Linked DNA regions of Capsicum annuum: region 1 is linked to region 2. Evidence: chromatin contacts called from public Hi-C data. All regions are on one chromosome and are shown on one strand. Each heading gives the region's core, a stretch centred on a gene start, on an enhancer-like site or on the middle of the called end of the contact. The rest is flanking DNA. Distances are from core to core; before and after follow the strand shown. Region 1 has its middle 14 kb from the start of LOC107847271. Region 2 has its middle 36 kb from the start of LOC107847043.

Region 1 (5,772 bases), core at 2,548-5,047, 69 kb after region 2:
GTCAGCGCAAGCAACACTTTGCCACCAAATTTCGTTTGCCTTAACACCACTTTGCCAGCAGGAACTTTTAGTTTCTCCAGCAACTTGACATCACTGTTCTCTAGCATGTCCAGCACTTGACAAACAAAATCCTTACGCCACTGTGGCTTATCGACAAAGCAATTCTTCACCATCTGTAGCCCTTGGAAAACAGAGTTAGTAGGATGGCACAGATACTCCCATATTTTTCCTACAATGGAATCCATAATAGTAATACTTAACAGTTCTTCAGATTATGGAAAGTTAAATATGTTTTTGACAAACAAAAGTGGCCTATTATATATACTGCTACTAGTACTATAATCGAGAGACGCTATTTAACTGAAGGCATATAAAAAGATGTGGGAATTAATGTGATGAATTCAACAGTATAGGGTGGGCATGGTATGGTACAGTAACGTATTTTAAACTTTGATATGATAATTTCGATTTTTGGTATTTAAAAGAACAATACCATTACCATACCAAATTTTTTTGGTATGCTTCGGTATTTTTAAATTCGGTTTTGGTATTTTCCAATAACATAATTCGATAACCGTACTTTATTTGATTTCGACTTACATATATTCATATAAAAAACTACAACTTTAAACTTTAAAAACGTATCAATCATATAAAATTAACAACTATATTTGTTGATCAATTACACAAAAAGAACATTTCAATCGCTATTGAGTAGTCCAAGATGCAAACTATGAACAACATTACATAAACTTAATCATAGTACTTCTAAATAATAAGTTTCTCAAAAATTATATTTCTGAATAAAAGATGTTTTTACGTTCAATTGGCTAATGGATGATATATAAATATATTTAATAATCTTAAATATAATATTATATGAATTTTATATATTACTAAAAAACTTTGATGCGGTATACAGTATTTCAGTATTTATTGTATAAATACCAAATATCATATCAAATACCAAAATCATTTGAAACTCCTACCAAATAGCATACCATATATCATAACATCCACACCGCATTATAAAAAATTTCGATTTCGATACGGTATTCGATATATACCATACCATGCCCAGCCCTAGAACACTACAGTACAGTACAAGTGCACTGCTAAATGGCCATAATAATTTTGACAAATTTGATCATAAATATAAAAAGTCCATAATATCCTTACATTAAATTTTGCGTTGTTTTCTCAAAACTTTTCCCTCCAAGTTAAACTAACCTTTCCTATTCCCAAACTCCTTGAATTACGAAAGTAAAAATTCTTTGGCAATTAAGAAAAATAAAAAATCTTTTGATGTATCTCTTTTATATTTTATATTGAGACGAATGAAAAATCTTTGGCAGTCCTCGTTTAATTTTTTTTTTACACAATTTAGTTTTTAAAAATTATAGTTTAGTTGATTAAAAAAAAGTTTATGCTCTTTAGTAAAAAACACTTTTGTAACTTAATTTATACAAATTAATATTATTTTTCATTACTATCTAATAGGCCTATACAAATTATATTCTGAATGTATACATAAACTCTCCACCCAATTATGTTAAGAACATACGAATGAGTACCTCTAAAAAAATTATTTTTTCGCTTAAAATAACTTTCATATTGAAGGAGACAATTGAACTTCACGTTAATATAACTATAAAAGAATATTTTAGTTGCTTAAAATTTTACTTAATTACTTAGCAATACAAATTAGAATAGTAATTAAGCATGGATTCGAAAGTTTATAATTATATATATTTTTTAAAATAATTGAGTAAATAAAATCATGTCCAGTTTATCAATGATTAGTGTACTGTATATACAATAAATGTTTTACAAGAAAAAATACAATGTAATTTTTGAGATTAGATATTTTAAATAAAAAATTAACCGATAATGGGGCGTTTATAACTATACCTAGAAAACCAAATTAAATTTTTTTATATTATGTAGTTCCAAACAAGAATGTTATATCACCATTTTAACTACGGCTAAAAAATTTCAGTTTTTTCGACAATACTAGTTAAGAGGATGTTTTAAAAAAAATAAAATCACTGAGTATCTAATTATCAGTAAATATTCAAAAATAGACATATTTTATTTTGTATACTATTTTAAATAACGTCGTTTTTAATGTATGTAAAATAAAGTATGATACAAAATTAGGATCTATATTTTTAAGCATTATTCTTCATTTAATATAGTGTTGAAGGAGGCAATTAAACTTTAAGTTTGGTAATAGTATAAATAAATATTTTTTCTAATTAAAAATTATTCTAATTACTTAGTCTAATACACAATTTGGTAAAGTTTATGATTTCTATCACGCGTCAATATCTATCATATCAAAGCATTTTGAGTTTTGACTAACGTCAATATATTAAAAATTATTTAATTATGTAATTTGAATTTATTTAAACATAATAACTAATAGAAGAGAAATATAAGTAATGATTTTCAAGTTATCAAATCGGCATAACATTAAGCGCGCAAGATTATAGCATTAATATGTAACTCTCTTGCGTTGTTGTTAATTATTAGGCCGACACTTGTGGACTATGTGAATTCTATGATTTTTATAATGTGTCGATATCTATTATTCTAAAGTATTTTGAATTTTGACTGTTGAAATATTCTCAAATTATATAGCAAATTATCTAAGATTATAGAATAAATTTATTTTTACATAATAATCAATAAAATTACTTAATTAGAGGTCATACTAATAACAAATATAAGTAGTGATTCGCAAGTTATTACACCGGCGTAACATACGGACATAAAATTACAACATTAATGTGTAACTCGCATAGATGGATGTTAACTACGGTCGATGCTTGTGAATTATATGATTTTAATAACCTTTTAATGTATCAATGTTTATTATAGCTAAAGTGTTTTGAATTTTGACTATTATAGTTTAAATGTTTTATACGTAAAAAAAATATTTAAGTGTGATATTTAATAAAAAAATACTCATTTAATGGTCATATTAATAATAAATATAAGTAATGATTCACAAATTATTAGATCGAAATAGACCACAAGTTACAACATTGCATGACTCTCCTGGAATATCGTTAACTAAGATTGACACCTATTAACTATATAATTAATTTGGAAAGGGAGGGGTAAGAAAGTCCAAAAAAAAAAAATCAGTTCATGGTGTGAATATTCAATGGCATCACATTAATTATGGCGTGAGTATTAAATTTAAAAGAAACCAGTTCATGGTGTGAATATTGAATTTATAATAGAATTTTGAGAAAATACATAAATACTTTTTTAATGTTGGACCGTTTTTTTAAAAAGACACTTAAACTTTATGAGTATCCTAATATCTCCCTAAACAATTTTAAATCGATATTATTATACCATTTTTGGACGAAACCCAGTTTCAAAAAGTAGGTGTTTTATACGCACCAATTAAAATTTGACACGTCTACTTAATAAAAAAATACATATTTTTTATTTTTAATTATTTTCTTTATATTTTTTTCTTCTTTCTTTTTTCTCTCTCTTACTTTTTGACTTTCTTTTTTCCTTTGCACCAATAATTTTACTCCACGTGTCCTTCTTCTCCACAAAACATCTCCATTCCCTTCTACCATTACACAACAATTAGAACCATTTTCTTACAATTTTTTTTAGCACTTTCTCAACTTTGATTAAGTTATTAAAATGAAATTAATCATCCTTTTATCTAAATAAACTTTGATATTCTAAAGCAATGAAGATTTTGAGAAAAATAATATCAAAATTTAAATTTTTTGTAAATGAATTAGTGAATTTTCTAAAACCCATAAATATCTTATTGAAATGTAAATAAAAAAAATACTCCTAATCATCTTGAAATATATTGGGTTTTATAAAATTATTCAAAATGTAAAAAAAAAAATTGAAAATAAGAACTTGAAATTGAAGAAAGTAAACATGTTGATGGTAAAAGATGAGTAGAGTTATGGTGATGATTGAGAGAATTGAGGAGAGAGAGTTATGGTGATGATGATGTTGTTTTTGTTGTTGTAATTGATGTTGTTGTTGAGTTATGGTGATAAAGAAGAAACTATCAAATGGGGAAGAAGACAATGGTGGGGTGGGGGTATTGGCGGGGGGGGGGGGGGGATAGGGGGTATGAGATAATTTTAAAAATTAAATAAATATTGATGTAAAAAAAAAGATAATTATATATCAAATTATTTACACGTGGCAGCTTTTAATTGGTCAATAAAGTCAATTTTGAGCCTTTTCACACGCAGAAAATTTAAATGGTGTATTTGCAACGAAATAAAGAAGAATCGTGGGGTAATAGATCGAAGTTAAAATTTAAGTGTCTTTTTGCAAAACTTGGACAAGATCAGGGAGGTCTTTATGTATTTACTCTAGAATTTTTTAAATTATTATGTAAACTTCATTAATTATAAAATTTATTGTTCAATTTTTACTATTATTATTATTTTAATTTGTTTTACTTAAACACCATTCAAGATAAAAAATTTGTAACATAAAAGAAATTTTTTCTTAATTCTTTGTCACTTAAAATTCGTTCAACTTTGATCAAATTAACTAAAAAGTAAATTTCATCTGAATTTTGATATATCATATCAAAAATATGTCAATGGTCCAAAAAAAATTAATTACATTCGGGATGTTGTTAGAAACATTTCTAATGTTTTACTTCATAACACATAACTTATTGAGGGCACACAACATTATACTTACCTTCCTTAATTTGATATTTTTATAATAATTTTAATTTAATATTATTAATATTGAAGAAAATATGATCTGACTATTTTTCGCACTAATATATGTATTTGCATGGTAAATTTTATAAACATCTTTTGAAAAAAATAAATAAAATATTTTTATGTACTAAATTTTAAAGTTAGGATACTTTTATGTCACAAAATAAAAAAAAAAATTGTACAGTAATTTTGAATATTAAATGACTTTTATGTTAAAAACAATTGAAATCAATTTTTTATGTGATAGACTCAATGTTAGGTGATTACCCATAAATTTTATCTATCTTCGATTACAGTTATTCAGTTTTCAACTCTTGTAATTTTCACCTACAACATGTCTAGTGTAGTTTAATAATTTTCATATATCTCAAGTATTTTTTGTTTTAAATTACGAAAATAAAAATTAGAATTAATTACTCATAAAAAATATTGGTTCAGTTTCATAATAATTTTAAAAAGAAGAGAGAGAGAGAGTAAAAGTGGTAGAGAAAAACTATAGGTGAAAGGACAGAAACGACACTTCAAATTAAACAATTTCCATAAAAATGACCATGGAATTTAAATTCCACTTTCTAGCCATTTCAATTTGTTGGTATGTTCTATACCTTTCTACACACAATCTATAAAGTTTTTATACATATTTTATACATATAATATTCCATACAAAAATTGTATAATTTTTACAATTTATACAATATTTGTATTTTTTCACACATTTTATATAATAATTATATAATTTTTATACACTTTTTATATATATATTTTATACATATACATATTTGATACATATATCTTATATAGATACATTCATACATGTTCTATATAACAATTATATCATTTTTATATAATTATATTTAATTATTATTTCTAAACAATTAAAAAAAAGTAAAATATTTTTCCAGTTAAAAAATTAATAAAAAAAAATTGAAATATTTTTAAAAAGGCTGAATGACCCAAGTTGAAAACTGTATCAGTATTGTATAAGGACTATATCAGTATTGTATATAGATTGTATCTGAACTACGTGGGC
Region 2 (5,856 bases), core at 296-2,795:
ATAAACATTTTACCTACAATATTTATCTATATCATTTAAATTGATATAACATTTAATTCTTTTATATAGTTTTATTGATGACGATAAGACTATTCTAAACTAGTATCTTGAAAAGAATGCAACTCTTTAGTAGTTTTTTGATTTTATAATTTTTTTTTATTTAAAGAAGGATAAAAATTTGAAAAAAATATTATTAATGACTTCTTGGTTATTTAAAGCAACCTCTTATTTAGAAACAAAATGAAAAGCTAAACAATCACTCATTTAGAAAAAAAAAAAAGTAGTACTGTTAACACATTAATTATTGTTTATTAAAAAAATATTAATTATTAATTCTTTAGTACATTCTTCATTTTTTTTTACTTGTCACTATTTTTTAATTTAATTTTTTATTTTTACTTGTTATTTTTGACAAATCAAGAAAAAAATAATTTCCTTTTCCTATTATATACTTAACATTAATTATTTTTATTCCAAATTAATTTCAAGACATACATCATTTAATAAGAGTGTTATAGCAATAATCATATCAATAATTATTTTTTTAATAAATATGACAACTCAAAATAGTAAAAACAAATGAAATAAGTATTAAATGACATTATATTACTTTTCTTCTTTCCCAAGCATATGTATATGTGCCGGTATATGTGTTGTGAATTCTAATTTATTGTCCTTGTTGCCCTACTTGGTGGACTATTACTTCATCTGTCTCATTTAATGCGAGGTAGGTTAATTCAGTAAGCAATTTAAGAAAGAATTTTTCTTTTTTGAAAATTTGTGATCTAAAATAAATGTATTTGGGTGGCTATAAATTATTTTCTTCATTTCATTTTATTTGTCTGAATTTAGCTTGACAAATTGATTAAAAATAATAATTAATAGCATGATTAATTTATCATAGTATCCCTTTTAAATGATGTTTATATTTTAATTTAAGAAAAAACAATTAATGCAAAGGGCTTCATGGAGAAAAAAAATTATCTCTTCTTGATTTGTGAAAAATGATGAGTAAAATGAGAAATTAAATTAGAAAATTTAAAACAAGTAAAATAAAATAGAGGGAATAATTAATTAGGAGTAAAATAAACATTTTAAAGCTAAAATACTACTAAAAGTAAAAATTTATCCTTCTTTTTTAAATCAATTAAAAAAAAGGAATCATATAAATTAGAACCAAAAAAAAAAAAGTACTTCGCCACTGAGAAAGTATATTAAGCAAGAATGTCCGTGTGGTCCATTAAATTGCTTGACGAAATTTTGTGAATAACAAAACAAAAAAGGAAAAAAGGTCAAATATATCCCTTAACTTTTAAAAATTGGTTAGTTTTACGCTCCGCTAAATTTTTTGATCATATATATTGTTGTTGTTAATAAATTTGTCATTCATACCCCTAAAATAGACGAAAAATCCAAATCAATTAAAATGACCCAATTTTTTTTTTAAAAAACACCAACCCTAGACTAACCCGACCTGACCCATAAACAAATATACACCCAATGCACCCTGTTCTTGCTGGTCCTCTCCCTCCTCCCTGTCCTAACCATTTAAGATTTCTTTGAACTGCGATCATTAAGGTCTAACTACGATTCACATTGAATTTTCTCGTCTGACTTTTGCTTTAATTTTTTAAGAATGATCTTACCCTTATTTTTCAGTTCAAGTGAAGGAGAAAAACTTTGAGGGAACACTTCTCTAGTGAAAAGAGCTTGGAAAGCTATCCGCCCCTGAGGAAAGGGTGAGAAGCAGAAATCATTAAAGCAGGAAAAGGTCACTTAAACTCTGATTGGAGGATGGTTTGTCATGATTTCATAATATACGGTACAGTATGATATAATATTGTATAGTATAGTATAATATAATTATTTGATTAAAAGTCATGTGTCATTAATTCATCGGACAACTTGTCATGTGTTTTGACTTTTTTTTTTTTTTCTATTAACCCAATTAAATATCGGACAACCTCCATTAACCCAATAACGATAAATTAATACTTGTAACATTTTATCGGTTCAATTTTTGTATATTCCTAAATTAAATTGTGATTTCTTATTCCATTAATTATAATAAGAAACTTATTTGTGCATATGAGTCTCCTTAAAATTTTAATCGAAACACTAATCAGAAATAATAATTTCATATTTTTAACACATAAAAAATATAATTCTTTTAGATAATAACATATTTGATCGACGAAAATTCAACATTTCACTATTTTAGAGTAGAGGAAAACTCAAAAGTATAATTATTTTAGAGAAAAATCAAATAATTAAGGGTAGAAGTGGTTATATTTTGATATAGAATAAATATAAGGTTAGTGCCAAGTTCATGAGGCAACTAATACTTCTCTCTTTTTTATTTTTCAATTTTTTGTATAAAACGCAAAAAATTATTACAAAGGAAAAAATGAATTATTCGTACTAAAATGTGAGGGGGGGGGGGGGGGGAGAAAAGAAAAAAGAGAAAAGAAAGGGGGTGGGGGGGGGTGGGGTTTATTTTAGTGTTGATATGACAAATCGACTTTTTTATTTCAATTTTAATGTAAATCGTAAGAATTTATTATGTTTTATATATATTTTTTTTATAAAACGTAAAAAATTATTATGTTTTACCAAAAAAATAATTAAACGTAATAATTTATTATATTTCATAAAAAGTCAACCCCGTTAATTGACCATTAAAAAAAAGTAAAAAACATAATAATTTATTACGTTTAAACTATTTTGATAACTTATTAAATAGATGACTTATTTTGATCATTTTATTTATGACTAGACTTATTTTGGTTCCGAGTTGTAACATTAACATGGAATACAACACATCTCTTGTATTTTCTTTGTTGACAGCGATTTGTGTAGTCGTTGATTAATTCAATGTCCATCAATATGCAGATACCACAACTCTTCTTTGGAAAATGTTAAGTTATTTTGGAAGTAGATAGAAGTAGTTTTTCTTGTACACACTATAAAATGTTTGTGTAACTACAAAACATAGCAACAACTAGGTTTAATACGGTATATAATCTCCGAAATTAGCTTAAATATACAAATACTTTAGATAGGAAATATATTCAAACCCTGAAATTCACTAAAATATTATGAACTACAAAAGTGCAGACTTAGCAATTTCACCTAAACTTAAACTACAAATTATTATTTTAAACATTAATTACGCCATATAAGTATGCCTATACCTACATGACCTAATTTTTCCGATCCTTTTAAACAAACAAAAAAAACATTGCAAGTACTTTGTTGCCAATCATGTTTGGAACTATAGTAAAGCAACATGCTTAAGACTATATATTGAACATACAATAACAAACTAGCAAAACAAGTCAAAGAAAATTCTTTGGTGCTATGTCTCAAGTCTACAACTCCGTAGCATGTGTCGCCTAAATAGTGTAGAAAAGAATGTTATGCATGAACCATCTCAATGTTCAAAATAAAAGGAACAAGGATAAAAATCCAAGGGACGAGTGTTTTTGAAGAGAAAAATGTGATGGAAAAGCGTGAGGAGAATTCAAAAAGGAACACATAAGATTGACTCAAATAACACAGTTACTATATTTTCCTTTTAATTTGCTCGACGATTGATCAGCACAAACGTTACGGTTTAAGACCATAAATTGAACACAAAGCATAACATAAACAACTAGAGCCTGCTAACCCTTTAGACATAAAAAGGTAACAAAACCTAACACAAAAAACTGAAATGGTTACTCATCCCTCATCTTTTTCCTCCCTAAATATCTTTCATCATATTTATAAACTAGGCCTCAATCACACCATCCAGCAGAAACACCAACTTTTTTAACTCATCCACGAACATTTGGCTTATAACATCTACACAACGCACCTCATCCAACAAACCATATTCATTTTGCTTGCCACCAAAATCACTTCCATTGCCACCATCATTTCCCAGGCCACACAAAAGAAATTCTTTTACTTTGTCCCACAATTCACAAGCAAAATTCTTAAGCCACTGTAATGATTGAACAACACAACTCTTCAGCGTCGATAGCATTTGCACAAAACAGTTCTTAAGCCCTTGCAACGCTTGGACACAACAAGTCTTAATTGTCCATATCCCTTCTACCACAAAATTCTTAATACGAACCAGATATTCCATAATCTTTCCTAAGAAGGAAGTGTTATTTGCACTGTTCTCATCAGAGGAGCACATTATAGTAAGTTTTTTCAGATAATGTATAATGAGGATAGTTAACTTTAGCCCCTATTATATATAGTACTAGCTACTAATAGTACTAATAAAATGCTTGCATAATCAGAGAGCATATACTTAATGTTGTTGGCTGTCCATTGAGCTTCCCTAGTTGTCGATTGGAAAATTGAAGCATAAAAAGATGTGGGAATTAATGTGATCTAATTACTATTTAGGTGATATCAATGGTCACTACTTACTTGCAAGTGTGGAAGGATTACTCCACAAAAAATACATTCAAACATGTACTTGCATTTTTTCCACATCTAAATACTCTCTCCGTTTCGTATTAGTTGATCTTCTTTTTATAAGTATATGTTTTAATTTAGTTATCTAAGTTCTAAAATTAAAAATGTTTTATACATATGTTTCTCATTTTGACCTTGATAGAAACACCAAATATATTTACTGTTTTCAAAATTATTGAATGGTGCATAAATGATCTGAATCCCCAAAACCAAAATTAAATAATTGTTACTAGTTTCAATTGTAAATACTCAATGTTCTATACGTAATGCATGGAATAAAGAATGTGTATTCAATGTCTAATCATTGCATTTAAAAGACATACAAGAATAAATACATAAAATGCAATTCAATTTGTTGATTTTCTTAATAGATGTGTCAAGTCCATAGAAGTCAACTAACACAAAATAGAGGAATTATTTAGATTTGAAGGGTGTACTATTTAAGCATTAATTACAAATTCTTCATCATTAATTACATTATATTTACTTTTCATCTTCCTACCCAGTTATATGTAGGGATCGTTTGGTAGAGTGTACAAGAATAATGTTGAATAGAGTGTATTGATAATGCTTGCATTAATAATATTTGTATTAGATATGCTGGTATTAGTTATGCAGACTATTGAGTCATGTGATAAACACATGACAGTCATGTAATTAGCCATATTGATTAGCTGATTAGTAGTTACTAATTGTGCTCAGTTAGTTAATTAGCACAGTGTCTTAGCAATTAGTTTAGCTGGAGTACAGCTGGCACATCAATTAGTGAAGTCGGTTGTAATTGTCTATATATGTATTGTAGATTGCACATTTGAGGAGATACACAAAGAAAATTCCCCAAATCAAAATAACTTCTCTTCTCCTTCTTCTCTTCAATATTATATGAATATTGTATGTCACCTAACAATACCATACCATTAAACTTCAGTTTGGTAATTCGGTAATTGGTAAATTAAATTTTGGTTCGGTACGGAATTCGGTATTACCATATTAAAGTTGGACATGCTTGTAGTGATCCTATTTGGTGATAATAGTGGTGATTTCCAACCAACGTTTTCAGAAAAATTCAATTTTGTTTGGTAGTTTGACACCTCTGAATACATAGTTTTACACCAGAAAAAATCAATTTTATTTGGTCTGTTGTTACACGTTGATACGTGTGACTCAATTAATGAAACATCTTAAAACCTATGTTATTGTAGTTTGATCCAGCTCCAAGAAGGGGAGAATTGGATGTAACACGAATAACATTTACATCAAACTGGATGCAACACGAACTGGATGTAAATGTGATGTAAAGTCATAATATTACTTTTTATAAATGTGATGGAGAGTAATATATGTTATGTTGTCTGCCAAATGCTGAGTTTTGCTTCTATC

Evidence for each region. Hi-C and Micro-C count contacts between places; a contact is called where the count stands out from the background.
Region 1: a Hi-C map of leaf shows a contact between it and region 2, with 1.5 times the contacts expected there. The contact joins two enhancer-like sites. A contact is called at or near these places in 2 of 5 Hi-C or Micro-C datasets (leaf and placenta).

Annotation. Positions count from the first base shown.
Region 1 is chr11:12,218,759-12,224,530 of UCD10Xv1.1, forward strand. No RefSeq gene overlaps it. Among protein-coding and RNA genes, the nearest start is that of LOC107847271, 14 kb to the right of the region's middle. Within about 2 kb of position 3,798, at least 2 of the 5 cell types and tissues checked have an H3K27ac peak or open chromatin away from gene starts, as enhancers often do. A contact at or near this core is called in leaf, where this site is marked.
Region 2 is chr11:12,151,841-12,157,696 of UCD10Xv1.1, forward strand. No RefSeq gene overlaps it. Among protein-coding and RNA genes, the nearest start is that of LOC107847043, 36 kb to the left of the region's middle. Within about 2 kb of position 1,546, at least 4 of the 5 cell types and tissues checked have an H3K27ac peak or open chromatin away from gene starts, as enhancers often do. A contact at or near this core is called in leaf, where this site is marked.